Regions from separate parts of the Mus musculus genome. Here all the other regions are linked to region 2. Evidence: chromatin contacts called from public HiChIP or PLAC-seq data. All regions are on one chromosome and are shown on one strand. The core of a region is the stretch at or near the end of the contact, and the rest is flanking DNA. Distances in the headings are between cores, read along the strand shown. Region 1 has its middle 210 kb from the start of Gm12159. Region 2 has its middle 26 kb from the start of Gm51859. Region 3 has its middle 110 kb from the start of Gm22284.

What was found. HiChIP or PLAC-seq counts read pairs in DNA pulled down with a chosen protein or histone mark.
Region 1: a contact with region 2 is called in a RAD21 HiChIP or PLAC-seq map of pro-B cells, with 4 times the contacts expected there. The contact joins two enhancer-like sites. A contact is called at or near these places in 2 of 15 datasets of contacts at CTCF or cohesin (large pre-B cells and pro-B cells).
Region 3: a contact with region 2 is called in a RAD21 HiChIP or PLAC-seq map of pro-B cells, with 16 times the contacts expected there. The contact joins two enhancer-like sites. A contact is called at or near these places in 1 of 39 promoter capture datasets (the C10 cell line), 1 of 15 datasets of contacts at CTCF or cohesin (pro-B cells) and 1 of 484 Hi-C or Micro-C datasets (the C10 cell line).

The regions. Positions count from the first base shown.
Region 1 is chr11:45,321,719-45,326,462 of GRCm38.p6, reverse strand. No RefSeq gene overlaps it. Among named protein-coding and RNA genes, the nearest start is that of Gm12159, 210 kb to the right of the region's middle. Within about 2 kb of position 2,607, at least 14 of the 459 cell types and tissues checked have an H3K27ac peak or open chromatin away from gene starts, as enhancers often do. A contact at or near this core is called in pro-B cells, where this site is marked.
Region 2 is chr11:45,060,838-45,065,201 of GRCm38.p6, reverse strand. No RefSeq gene overlaps it. Among named protein-coding and RNA genes, the nearest start is that of Gm51859, 26 kb to the left of the region's middle. Within about 2 kb of position 2,386, at least 8 of the 459 cell types and tissues checked have an H3K27ac peak or open chromatin away from gene starts, as enhancers often do. A contact at or near this core is called in pro-B cells, where this site is marked.
Region 3 is chr11:45,530,434-45,535,231 of GRCm38.p6, reverse strand. No RefSeq gene overlaps it. Among named protein-coding and RNA genes, the nearest start is that of Gm22284, 110 kb to the left of the region's middle. Within about 2 kb of position 1,376, at least 10 of the 459 cell types and tissues checked have an H3K27ac peak or open chromatin away from gene starts, as enhancers often do. A contact at or near this core is called in pro-B cells, where this site is marked.

The sequences.
Region 1 (4,744 bases), core at 1,358-3,857, 260 kb before region 2:
GCACGTGCAGCTGTAGAAATAAGCAAAATGCTCCGTGGTACTTTAAACAGGAGCCACGTTACTAGGAAGAACTAAGTGTCAGAGTTTTTAAGATGTCAGCGAACTGATCGTCCCCAATCTTTTGAGCATGATTGATCTGAATGCAAAGCCCAGCTCCTTCATTGGGCAATTTGTTTAAAATCTCTGAGCATCTGCTTTCTATGCCTGCCTTGTGGCATGACTAAGAGGATTCAGGTCCACAGAAATTAGTAGCTGGAAGGCTGGAGCGATGGTTTCCTGGTGAAGGGCGCTTATCGCTCTTACAGAGCATCAGAGTATGATTTTTAGCATCCATGTCAGGAGGGTCCTAACCATGTATAACCCCAGATCCAGGAGATCTGGAGGCCCTCTTTTAGCATCCAAGGGTACCTGCATATATGTGGATGAGCACACACACACACACACACACACACACACACACACACACACACACACACACATACACACACACCGAGAGACACACACAAAACCAGCTAATTAAAATATTAACACTTAAATGAACAACCTGACCCCAAATGATGTCTACATTAGACATATTTCAAACTCTGCTTTCCCAACCCCGTACATTTTGGTTTACTTATGTTCTTCAGAGCCATAGAAGCAATAAGTGACCAAGTGACCACAGTGTGTATTGTTAATGTGGTTTGGACAAATGATTTCCAGAAGTTACACTGAAACTCTTCTCCCTTTCTCAATTCTACAAAGCAGACTTTCTGGGGGCACTTCACCATTGTATTGTGAAAGACAAGGGCAGTGCCATATATGCCTATTTATAATCCTGGCATTTGTCTGGCTTGGGCAGGAATTTTAAGAGTTCCAGGCAAGCTTCAGCTGTATATGGAGTTTGGGGCTAGCCTGAGTTATAGAACCTTTCTCAGAAGCAAAAACACAAGGAAGAAAAAGGAGGTAGTGAGTCTATACACCTACTCAGTCCAAAAAGAATACAAAGAAAACTGAAAACTCACCCTGGATAGATAATCCAGAATGATCACCATGCTTTCTTTAGAGTATCTCCTGATGAGAATTTTGAGAATCCAGGTCACTCTTACCTCATCTTTAGCTCTTTGAAACCCTGGGCACTAAGTCCATCAGTGCAGCCCTTTCTAAATTCCCCTTCCCTAGGTCCCTGTCCGAATGTGTGATTTACTTCCCTTATAGAGTCTCTAAGGTAGGCTAGTTCTCTTGTAGGGGCATGGGCTACCAGTCCCAGACATGGAATCTGTCCTTCAGTTATTCCATAGCACTTGATAGGCCTCTCACAAACTCCCCAATACACATACCTATTTGTGTTTTGTCTTATTGTTTTATTTAGAATATAAGTTAATTGATCGTATGCTGTTACCTTGATAATTTTTGTACTTGTAAGTGTGCTCACTCATGAGAAAGCTATATCTGATTTGTTTATGGATTCTATATGGATAATAATAAATGTCTCTGAGTATGGCAATTTCATATAGGACAGTATGATAGTTAATTTTCATTGTTAGCTTGACTGGGATTAAAGTCACATGGGTATGTCTGTGAAGGTTTCTTCACAAAAGTTTTACTGAGGCCAACCAAATGTAGAGGCATTGTCCCCTCAGGCTGGGGACAGAAAGTGGAGTGGGCAGCTGTGTTCGTGTCTTGTTGCTTCATGACTGAACACAGTGTGGCTGTCTTCCACATACTCTTGTCCCATGCCTTCCTGTCATTAACAGATTCCCTCAGAATTATGAACTGAAACACACCCCCAATTTTATGTTGGGTGTTTTACTGCAGAAACCTAAAAAGCAATACAATTATTTTTGGAGATAGTCTCCCAAACTGTAGTTCAGGCTGGTCTGGAACTTCCTATGTAGTCTGAGCTGACTATGAATGTGTGGTAAACTTCCTGCCTCAGCTCCATGAATGCTGGGATTTAGGTATGAGCCCTGATTCCCTGTTCTTCCACAGTGCTCAATTCATAGAATCCCCTGGAAACATTCATTAGTCATCCTTACCATCCATTGATCACTGTGGTATTTTGTGAATCATTCTTGCTACTTCTTACCTATCACTTAGTTCACTAATGTTCCTATTTCAGAGTCACGAGCTGAGGCACAAGGAAAGTGAGGTGGTAACCAGAGGCCATCTCGCTAGTGCAGAGCAGAGCAGGGTAAGCAGTATGTGGATCCTACAAGACTCAAAGCTCTTGATGTGAAGAACTGAGTAAGAGAAGCATCTAGTTGGACTCTCAAGCTGGAGATGGGGAAATGACAGACTGACAGTCAGTATTGCTCTCTCAGGTCCTATGGGCTATAAATGCAAAGTCGATGGTGCCAGTAAATGAGAGAAAATTTAACCCTCAATTTGTGTCAAACTCAAGTTCTGTAAATACTAGTTAGATCTCATCAAACCACTTGTCAAAGTGCCAAGAAGGGTTTCATTTTTTAAAAGCACATGCAACTTCTTTCAATCTGCTTGACTGGCCAAGCCAGGAAAAACAGGAAAAGGATTTTATTCTGTGAAGATCACCCCCACCCTCACTGTGGTTGTTGGGCCAAGCCGGCCTGCCAAGTAGACAGTTAAAAGAGTCAACCAGGTGTGGGCAACGTCTCCAAGGCTGATACAGAAATAGGCATTAACTTTAAAGCCACTAGCTTTAATGTCGGGGAAGAACATGTAAGGCGTGCACATGTAAGGCGTGTCTAGTCAGAGAAGCTATCATGACACAAGCCCAAATGGGACAAGACATTTATTTGCATTAGATCCTGAGGTCCCCATGAGAGAGCTATGGCGAGGGGATCTTTCTTTCTTCACAGTGCTTAGCATTTTAAGTCTGGTGGAGCAGGCTGGGTAGTTATGACTCATTTTATGAAAGGAAGATCTTGAGATTCCTGCAGTAAATACCTGGGAGAGAGAGAGAGAGAGAGAGAGGGAGAGAGAGAGAGAGAGAGAGAAACAGAGACAGAGAGACAGAGACAGAGAGACAGAGACAGAGAAAGAGACAGAGAGAGAGAGAGACAGAGAGAGAGAGAGAGAGAGAGAGAGAGAGAGAGATCCAGAATTTGAGCAACTCAACTTTCATGGTATATGGGATTTAAAAAGCAGAAGATTACAAAGTTACACTGCCTGGAATATCTGAAGTATAGATCTTCCCCTTTCTCCCTCCCTTCATCCCTTCTTCTCCCCTGCCTCTCTCTGTCTGTCTCTGTCCTTTCTCTGTATGTATCCATGTGCTGCTATCTGCTTTGGATCTTCTGGTTTCAAGAGAACAAACCACAGATACATACATACACACACACACAAATGCACATACACACATATACATGAATGCACATACACACATATAGAAAGAGAGACAAGGATAGAGATAGATAGAGGCAGGGGAGGAGAACAGATGGAGGAAGAGAGAAGGGAGAAGATCTACACTTCAGGTATTCTGGGTAGTGTCACTTTGTAGTTCTATTGAATCTTCAGCAGGAATTTGCACTGGTAAGGGCCAGAACATCCAGGTCTCTGTGGGATATAGTTTATTCTACACCAACCCATTGTAGCAATAAGAAGATTTTCTTGTCTCATTAGAGTTTTGGCTTCACTAATCAAGAAAGACAAAAGATGAACGCAGAAGTTTACATTTGGGAAAGATGCTCAGGATACATTGAAACTGAGTTCCTGCTGAACTAACCATCATGAAAGCTCTACATAGTGCTATTGTGTGTGTGTGTGTGTGTGTGTGACCAGTGTTGGCAGGTATAACCATATCATACCCAAGGACATAACAATATACAATCAGTTACTGCAGACTTTCTAGACTCCCATTGCCCTTAAATAGGTAGATGGATCGCTGGATTGTAAGGTATAGGCTTAGGGTAGACTGGAGAGTCCTCTTTAAAAATGAGGGCAATCATAGAGGAAGTAAGCCATTAGGAAGTCTGCACAATCGAGGTTACTTCTAAACCCGTCCTTAATGAGAGAGATGAAGAAAATAAATTTGGTCAATTAGAAAGTAATGAAGACCTTGCAAAAAAGGACTATCGACAAAAGGCCAGCAAGGGAATTCTTGAGTAATTTGAGTGTAACACACACTGTACGAATCAGCAGGTCAGAGTGGTGTGCCTCCCTCCGAGAAGATTAAAGGCATTGGTACTGGGCCCGCTCAGTTTCTCTCCAGTTATTTCTCCAACTAGCAAGCAAAAATTTGATCTGAGATGAACCCAGAGGATAGGGAAATGGGGATTCTCAACTTCAAAATCATGGTGATTATTCAGCCGAGGCAAGCCAAGGCCTCAGCAAGAGAACTGGGCCCAAAGGAAAGATTACCTCAACCTCAAAGAGAAAGAGATGTGAAGGGCAGACTAGAAAAACTTTACTGTATAAACCAGTTCATTCTTTCTTTGTTTCCCCCCAAGGTAGTATCTTTGTCTGTATTTCAGGCTGCCTTCTATCTTACAATCCTATTTTTCAGTCTCGGAAACCATGGGTTTGCAGATGTATATCACAGGGTTCAGTGTCCCAGCTTAGCCAGTTTTAGAATTAGATTATCAGAAGGCCATGCAAGTGGTTCCGGGTAAATCTCTCCCATTTATGCTGTCAGAGGGAATGACAGTGAACTATGCTCTTAGCAAGGCAGATGATGAACACATCCTTTGTTTTATTTGTTCTGTATCCATCAGGGAAAATTACAGAGCTCAACTCATCTAGGAATGCATTCTGTGGGTTTGCTTCCATAGTGTGTGTTCATGTG
Region 2 (4,364 bases), core at 1,137-3,636:
TTTTTTTAATTAGAAGCCTAAAGACAAGGTAGTAAAGAGATGAGTAAAGCAGGGGTGGGGCGGGGTTGGGGGGGAGTCATGAAGATAGAGCTTAGGGTCTGCAGCCCTGCCTTACAGTAGCTAAGGAATCGGAGGTAGAGCAACCATGGCTGCTGCTCTCAGGTTCCTACCAAAACCAGGAATGAAAGCAGCTCTGCCTAGCATAGCTGTTGTCCAAAATTTAATATCTGTTATGTATGGTGCTGATTCTTAAAAGTATATTTACGACCACTCTCCCTTTAAAAACCAAGTATGTGTGTATGCATGTATGGTAGGTACTTTGGAATAAAAATGTGTCATGTTAGAATGTAGATGTTTTTACCCACTTCATCATCCATTACCAGTCCTTGCTGGTAACATTCAATTCTGCTCCGTGGTGCCATGGCTACTAGAAACTGTTCAGGATAGACCTTCTATAAGTATGGAGCTGAGTTTCTATGACTTGTCTTCACCTTTTCCAATGGAGCTGAGTTCTTCCTACAAAATTTCCTGTGGCTGCTAGGAGGGATGGCTTGTATTTCCTCCTCAGAAATGGCCACCATCCTCAATAGCCCTGGCAGAGCCCCCCTGGATTCCATCTCGACATCTTGTCAGAGAAAATGAAACATGAATAAAAGAAATAGCTTCAAGATAGGGTTGTGTCTTCAAAATGGGTCAAGCATTCTGGCATTCAAGCCAATCCTACCCTGTGTTGCCTAGGAGACAAGCCATGTAACCAGCCTAAATCTCAGTTTCCTCTTCCAGGAAAGAGGAGTAGTCACAGTAGCTTACTCCCTGGAGCATCAAAGGACCTATGAGAGAATGGATTGAAAGTCATTAGTACTTAGCAGAGGCCTGGCATGGGACAAGTGCCCGATGTGTGAGAGCTGCTGCTGTTGCTCATCCATTGACACTCTCTGCTGGTGACATTCAATGCTGCTCCATGGGTACCACTGCTACTACAAACTGTTCAGTACGATTGGCTCTAATGTAGATCTATCAATAACTGTTTAGCACAGTGAGGAAATGTGTCACTCCCAACATGCAGCAGGCTTTTGATGCCTTCTCATCTTCGTGGTGTTTGAAAGTCAACAGTTTGGGTTCAACAGGGACGTTCTGGGCTTTATCATATTTATCCCAAGAGTATCATCTTTGCCTCCCAGAGAGATGAGAAAGGATCAGAGAGAGAGGGCCTGTTACAGCAATGAGCAAGTGATGGTTAAGTCTCAAAGCCATTCCCCTGGTGTTCAGTTCTTGCCTCTTTTCTGATGACTAATGTCAGGGCCCCTCTCTTTCTATGGAGACTTGCTAGGTACAGCAAGGTGGCATGGAGGTTGAATGGACCCCTCCAGAGCCTGAAGGTCTATGGGGATCGTGGTTTCACTACCTAATAGATTTGATTTGTTGTACTAGTGCCTGTATCATCTCGACCAGCCGTCCCAGAACAGGAAATGTTTTGTTGAAAGGGTTGTGTATAATTTCTGAATGGAATTGGTACTCAATGTGTTTTTGTGGTGCTTAGTACCACACCTATCACCAGACTGTAATGGTGCTGTGCTTGCCACTGCGTGGGCTACACAAACAGCTTCTAGTTAGGTGGTGTTCTGAGCTATAGGGAGGAGTAATGCTACACTAGAAAAGAACCAGATGACTATGACAGCAAGTGCTGGGTGACAGTGTGGATGTCTGAAACAGAGAACTGTAAGATATTAAATGTAGATAAGAATTTTATAAGGAATAACATGAAATGTATATTTTTTTAATAAAAAAAAAGCAATTAGTGGGTTGGGAGAAGCCACTTGCCACGAACCACAGTGTTGACAAAGCACTTTCCACACAAGCATGAGGACCTAAATTTGATTCCCAGAAAATTCCAGGCATGGTGGCATGTGCTTACACTGGTGAGGTAGAAACAGGTAAGTTTCTGGGACCTGCTGGCCAAACAGCATAGCCTAATCCATGAGCCAGAGCCAAGTAAAAGATCATGGCTTTAAACAAAATACAAGGTGGTTGACTCCTAGGGAACAACAGCTGGGGGTGACCTCTGGCCTACACACACACACACACACACAGAGAGAGAGAGAGAGAGAGAGAGAGAGAGAGAGAGAGAGAGAGAGAGAGAGAGAGAGAGTACAAAGCAGAATGCTGGGTAATCACCAGTGGCCTGGTGTTATCATGTGTCAGTCAATAGACAGAGGATTTCATTCTAGGTGACTACCCTAGTTGTTGGCAATATGTTCCGGATCAGAGGTCTATTCTGAACCTGTTACTCATTCATTTACCAAATGTTGGTGATTTTGCTTAAAACACCCTGTGATGTGCCAAGTGCAACACTAAGGAGAATTCCCTCAAGGGAGGGAGTGGTCCCAGAAGGAAGCAGATGAGCCCGTGATGTGAGTATAAGCAACGGCCTGGGAGCCTGATATATTTAGCTTGGGGTTCGAGTGGGGCAGCAAAGAAAGTTTCTGGAGATCTCCAAGCCAAAGGGGACTATACAGCTGAGGCCTGGGCAGCTACCCCTATTAATGTTTTTAATGAATCCCGTGTTTGCTGAATCCAACTGGGCTGGAAGTTGCAGCGAGTGGCATTTTTTTTTTTTTTAAATGTGGTCCTTAAGACAGCAGCCTCAGAGCACTGTCTGGTAACTGATTAAAAATGCAAAGCTCTCGGGCTTTACCCTTGAATTTCCTCAGCAACCCTGAAGATGGACTCCCTATGTTTGCTGCCTTAAATCCTCCAGATGGTCCAGTGACTCTGATAGGAGCTCAAGGTTTTGCCCTCTCTAAACACAAGCACTCAAATAGAATTAAGCAAAATATGAATGTCACTCCCAATACTCCACCACACACACACACACGCACGCACGCACGCACGCACGCACGCACGCACGCGCGCACATGCACAATACACAATGAGAATGTAGGTCCATGTTCCACAGTGATAGAGTGTTGTTAGCTCACTAAAACTGAAGCTCTTCTTCTATGTCGTCTTGGCATTCTCTGGGTATCCAAAAAGGTGCATGGCCCAGGGAGTTTGCACCCACTTCCTTAGGCACCTTTGGAGTCTGACAACCTTCTTAAGTACCTGCTGTGAGGATGGAAACACCAAGACACCCCTCCCCACCCCTTATTCTGCGAGGCCAGTAACAGCCTGTGGCTCTGTGCCTCATTTCTCTGTGACAATCAAAAACAGGATCTTGGTCTGCTTAATGGGTCCCCAAGGGGACCCCAAAGTTTCCAGTTGTGAGTCTCTGGACAAACGGAAGAAATAGAGAGTGAAAACAAGCACCGGCCCTTATTTCCCTAACTTGCCAATTGCAAACAGAATTTCGTTTTATAAACCATGAAATGATTCACAGAGGTCTGTGTATTATTCCAAAGCACAGCTGGCTAATGTAAAAGAATCATTTCCCTTGGTCCACTGGGCCACATACAATTCCCAAGCATGCCAATTTGTATTTGTTTATCTCGCTTTGTGAGTCAATGTATTGGGACTCCAATACAAGGACAGTGTTAAAAAAATATGCAGGAGAGGTGAGCAATCTTACACACTTCCCTTATCTCCGCAGCCTAACTCAGCTCATCATCTATACCGAGAGGTGGCTTCGATAGTTTGTAAAGCAGTACTTCCAGGTTGTTCCAGAACCTTCTAAGTTTCTTCAGCCTCTTAAGTCTTCTGAGCACCCCTCCCCCACCTCCAGGAACTCGTCTCAGTTTGGAGGAGGTGGCTACATAATAGAACATTCATCCACATTAGTAACATTTAAAGGCGTTAACTCTTAGAATACCCTATTTTCTCCCCCACAGACATTCCTAATCATAGAGGCTTTAAGGCAAGTTCGGACTTAGTGGGAAGGGAGGGACTCAGTACTGCCTATGAAGTAGCTTTCATTGGGCCCTTCTCTGTGTTCCATTCGTAAGAGCTCGCCTTCTTTTTGTAATAATTGCTTTTCTTTTCATATGACATAGTACTGACAAAAGCCACCTGAGGCAGGAAGGGCTGGATGGGGTTTATAGCTTTAAGGTATAGTGCATGCTGGGAGGGAAGCTTGGTGCCAACAGGAGAACGAGGCAAATCTGAGATAAAAGCAGACCTACTCACTGCCCAAATTCACTTGTATCCTGGCCTTGGATCCTGGCTGTGGCTTTCCTATTCGTAGCATAATGAGGGTGAAAATGTTGACAATCAGATGAATTCTGAAGAGATCTTTTGCCGAGATGGATGGCAAAAATAACCTTCAGCATTTTTAGCTCCATACAAAAAATGCAGCAGCATCTACAAAGAAGGGAAATCTTTTCTGTTAACTTTTATTCACCTTCATTTAATTTTTAAATATGTAGTAAACA
Region 3 (4,798 bases), core at 127-2,626, 470 kb before region 2:
ATGGATGAGCATGTGTGCATATATGGTAAGTGTGTGTGTGTGTGTGTGTGTGTGTGTGTGTGTGTGTGTGTGTGTGCATGCAAGTATGAATGTGTCTATGTAGATATGCATATGCATACATGTATCTAAGTGTATGTGTGTAAATGTGTATGTGTGTGCACATGCACATGTGTGTATGTGTATACATCAAGGGTATACAGAAGAGGGATGTATCTTACTGGGATGTTTAAATCATTTTCATCTGGGATTGTCTTTATTTAGAACGTGGCATTTACTACTAAGAACTAGGAAACACCAGCCTCCATTCCTGAAAAGACCAGCACTGACTTGTCTTCTGGAGCCAAAAAGTCTCAAGAGAAGCTGTGGTTCTCCAGGTGGCTAGAACAGGGCTTCTTCTCACTATACAGGGGAGGGCTGACCACATTAGGACAGGAGGCCTGTCTGCTATGGGGATGAAGAGATCCTTTTCTCTGCTGGAAGAAGCTCTGAGTTTCTCAGTGTTAAGTTTTCCTGGTCCAGCATTAGCTTTCATGAAGTGTTTGTTAAGAGCTTAGATTTCTCATGGTGGGAGATGCAGAGAGCATCCCTGAATATCAGAGTGGTGTGCCTCCTGCCTCTGTATCCCTTTCTCCTCCTTCTGTCGTGTTCTGGGACCTTGGAAATGTCAGTATGGGAACCCCTTCCTTCCTGCCTCTTGGTGCATTCAGAGGATGGGAGGCACTGTGCGCGAGTGAGCTTGAGGAGAGTGCGTGGTCCCCTCCTCCCCTGCCAGGTTGTAGGTGGGCTGGTGGCTTTCTCTACTAAAGGGAAGGGTTTCTCTATACTACAGCCACAGCTCAATAAAGCTCTCTCTCGACTCAGGAATCTAGCTTTGCCCCTTTAGGTATCAGAGCTTTGTGGTTCCCAGACACTAGAGCTTTTGGAAGTCCCCTTCCATCCTCTGTCTAGAATTCTGAATAGATATAAAGGATGAGAATGCTTTACCCCATACTGAAGAGCCTGTCACAAATTGACAATGAGCTCTTGGATGGACTGGTTTATCTTGAATGGACTCAGTTTCTTCATCCATGAAATGGGATGATAATGAGGTAGGTGACTTCACTGACATGTGCTATGAGTTCTGCCTTGTGGTACAATGTGCTGGCATTTAGGAGAAAACCAACATCGGTTGAACTCCTACTTCTGATGCTGATTGGCTCTGTGGTCTTGGGCAATTATTTCTTTTCAAACATGGTTTTTAAAAATGTGAACAATTTTTTTTTTATGCGTCTGCTGGTTTTGCCTCCATGTATATTTTTCTGTACCACTTGTGTACATGATGCTTGAGGAGCCAGAAGAGGGCGGTAGTGAGCTGCTCCGTGGGTGCTGGGAGTCAAACCCAGGTCATCTGGAAGATCACCCAGTGCTCTAAACTGCTAAACCATCTCTCCTGCCCTTGGCCAGCTCTCCTTATCTCTCTGAATCTTGGCTTGTGTCATCAGTAAAACAGGGATAACAACCCAGCTAAATACACAGCCATATGTGATGGCTGCTTTAACGTTCCTCCTGACATAGGAGACCACTCCCTGCTTTCCTGCAGGGGAGAGCCCCGTGCAAATTTTTTTTTTTAAACCTCTAATATTGTTCCACTGACAGTTGAGCTCAAACTTTCCAATCTGTTTGCTTCTTGCACACCTGTTCCTGAAGCTTTTCTTCAGAAGGATGTGGGCCAATGACTACTTAAGAAAGGGACTCAGAGACGGCCCATGTCACTTTATTGGCATGGTGATCTGAGCTGTTCCTTGTACTTTGGGAGTGCTCTGAAATAGTTGACACGTATCAAGGACTTTACTCTTTGTTCTTTGTACAGATGTCACCTGTACAGCTCAGGGATAGGACCTTATATTTTTCTTGGCACCTACTACATACCTAGATTTTAGATTCTAAAGGTCTTTTATCCAACTGCTCCTGTCTGCCACCGAACTTGCCATTAGTAATTCTGATCATAAATCTTCGTAAAATGTATAAAGCATATAGTATATTTATTCTTAAAATGTCTGCATGAGGTTTCAAACTTTCAATGGGTGGCCTGCTTAAGTGTCCTGGCGTGAGTGAAGCTGGAGTTTTGAAAGATTTATCACAGCTATTCTCATGCTCTGAGACCTCCACTTTCATTTTAGCATCTGGGCATCCAAGCACCCAATGTGTAAGTGTTAATAGCTGACCAGTGACTCCTTTGCAGTGACTCCTTTGCCATTGCCCAAGTGGGGAATCATCATTCTATTTCCATTGACTATAAACAGGCCACATTTGTCAGTACTTGCCGATGCTTTCCAACATAGTATCATTCGGTTTGTTCTTCAAATCATCTACTGACCACCCACCTATCCATCTACCCATCCACCCTTCTAACCATCCATTCATCCATTTATCCATCCAGCAACCTATCCATGTGTCTAACCACCTACCTACCCACCCACTCACCCACCTATCCATCCATCCATCCATCCATCCATCCATCCATCCATCCATCCATCCATCTATTCATACATTCACCTATCCACTCGGCTACCAGTTTATCTACCTATGTACCCACCTGTCCACCCTGCTCACCCACCCACCTATCTATCCATCCACCCATCCACTCTTCCATCTATCCATCCACCAATCTGTCCATTCACCTGTTCATACACGCCTACCCACTACCAGTTCAGCTACCTATCCACCCCACTCACCCAGTCACTTATCCACTACCCATCTAAAAAGCATCACAGACGGCATTCTTTAAAAATGTACAATGGACCAGTTATAGCCTCAGACTTAATACAAAACAAATTGGCAGATGACCCTAAAAAAAATAATAATAATAAATGCTCTTACAAGTGAGATACACCAAGTGTCTAATAGTGGTATTGGACAATCTTGAAATGCACATAAAGGAAAATGGGGCTGACTAAGAAAGCATTACTTTAGAGTGTGGGGACAGAGCTGTATCTTAAAGGATAACTGAAGTAGTACTGAGGCAAAGGAAAGGGGAAAATTGAGTAGAGGAGCCATGAAGAGGGAAGTAAGGAAAAGACGGACAGAAAATTGAAGTCCCAAAGTAGAGCAGCTAGGTGGAGTGAAGTATCTGAGAAGCAGGGAATGGGGAAGGTGGGAAGGCTGGTTGGTGCCAGACCCTGGAAAAGAGCACGGTTAAGTCAGTTAATCCAGTGTGGAGCAATGAGGCAGGGAGGGCTCCTGAGGCCCCATTCTCAGCCGAGGGGCAGATGGCTGGCTGCTGATACATTCAGGGGGAGGGAGAGTCAACTTTCTTTGGGGTTGTAGCCATGGGTAGGCTGCTCACACATATGGGCAGAACTAGTTAGAGAGAGAGAGAGAGAGAGAGAGAGAGAGAGGAAAAGACAGACAGACGGACCTAAAATTTCGAAGAAGTTGTGTTGAGGGAAGGCCAAGGGGAGTTGCAGGGAAGGAGTGGGAGGTAGATATATTGGATACATGTATGACATTTCCAAAGAGTATAAGAAATACAAACAGAAGAGCCTGGACTATAAAACTGGGGAACATAAAGCAGTAAGCTTCCCATCCTGGGACTGGAGACTTGAAGCCTCTCCCTGGCAGGGAGAGGCATCATGGAGGAAGTGCATCATGGTGTAGTATGTGGAGTGTTTGCCTTTTCTCTTAACCAAGTCACAGACCTTTCAGTGAGGCTTCAGTGGGTTCTGCTGTGTGTCTAATCAAGGAACCATGGACAGGCGCTAGTTATGATATCCCAGTTCTTTCAAAAAGGGAAGGAAACGTAGGCCTTTGCTTAGGGGACTGCATCTTAGTCGTGTCCGAACAGTAACTTCATGCGCAAAGCAAGTGAATTATCACCGTAATTAAAGTTTTCAACACACATCCCTGAAATTAGACATCTAGAAAAACAAAGCCAGTGTGCAGCTTGTTGAATTGGTAGATAGTAAATAACATTACAGTCACTCCACAAATGAAGAAGTGGAACAGCTGCCTGCACATGTAACTCTGTCTGTCCCAACTGTAACAAGTCCCCTTCTCTGAAAATAACTACTTTTTAATGACCCGCGTCTTACACTGGTCTATGGCTTTATCAGCTGTGGACATTACCTCATCCTCTAGTCTTGCTCGTGTATATGATTTTTAAATGTTATAGATCTTTTCAAGTCTATGGCTCCCCCTTCTTCATTGCCTTTAAAAACAATTACATGTATGTCATTACATGTATGAATGTACTTTATGTGTACAGACCTCAGAGGACAACTTCTAACTTTTCACCATGTATGTCCTTGGGATATATAACTACAGGTGCTCCGGCTTAGTGGCAGTGCGTCTACCCTTGAATCCTATCTCTGCCTGGGCTGGTTACATTTTTTGTTAACTTGATGCAGGCAAGGGTCACCTGGAAAGAGATTGAGAAATGCCTCCATAAGACTGTTCTGTAGACAAGTCCGTGAGGCATTTTCTTGATGGAAGAGGGTTCAGTCCACTGTGGGGTTGTACTATCCACATGTAGGTGGTCCTGGGTTCTCTAAAACCTAAATGGAGCAAGCCACTGGGAGCAAGTCAGTAGGCAGCATTCTCCCATGGCCTCTGATGAGCTCAACGGTGGGTACACAACAGAAACCAGTGACTATCCATCTCCTGGGCATCCATCAGTAACCAGTAGTTCAGCTCGGAGATGCAGGTCCCCATAACCCTATAAGTCCTTTCCCATTAATGATTGAGTATGGGGCTGGAGAGATGCCTCAGTGGTTAAGAGCACTGACTGCTCTTCCGGATGTTCTGATTTCAATTCCCAGCA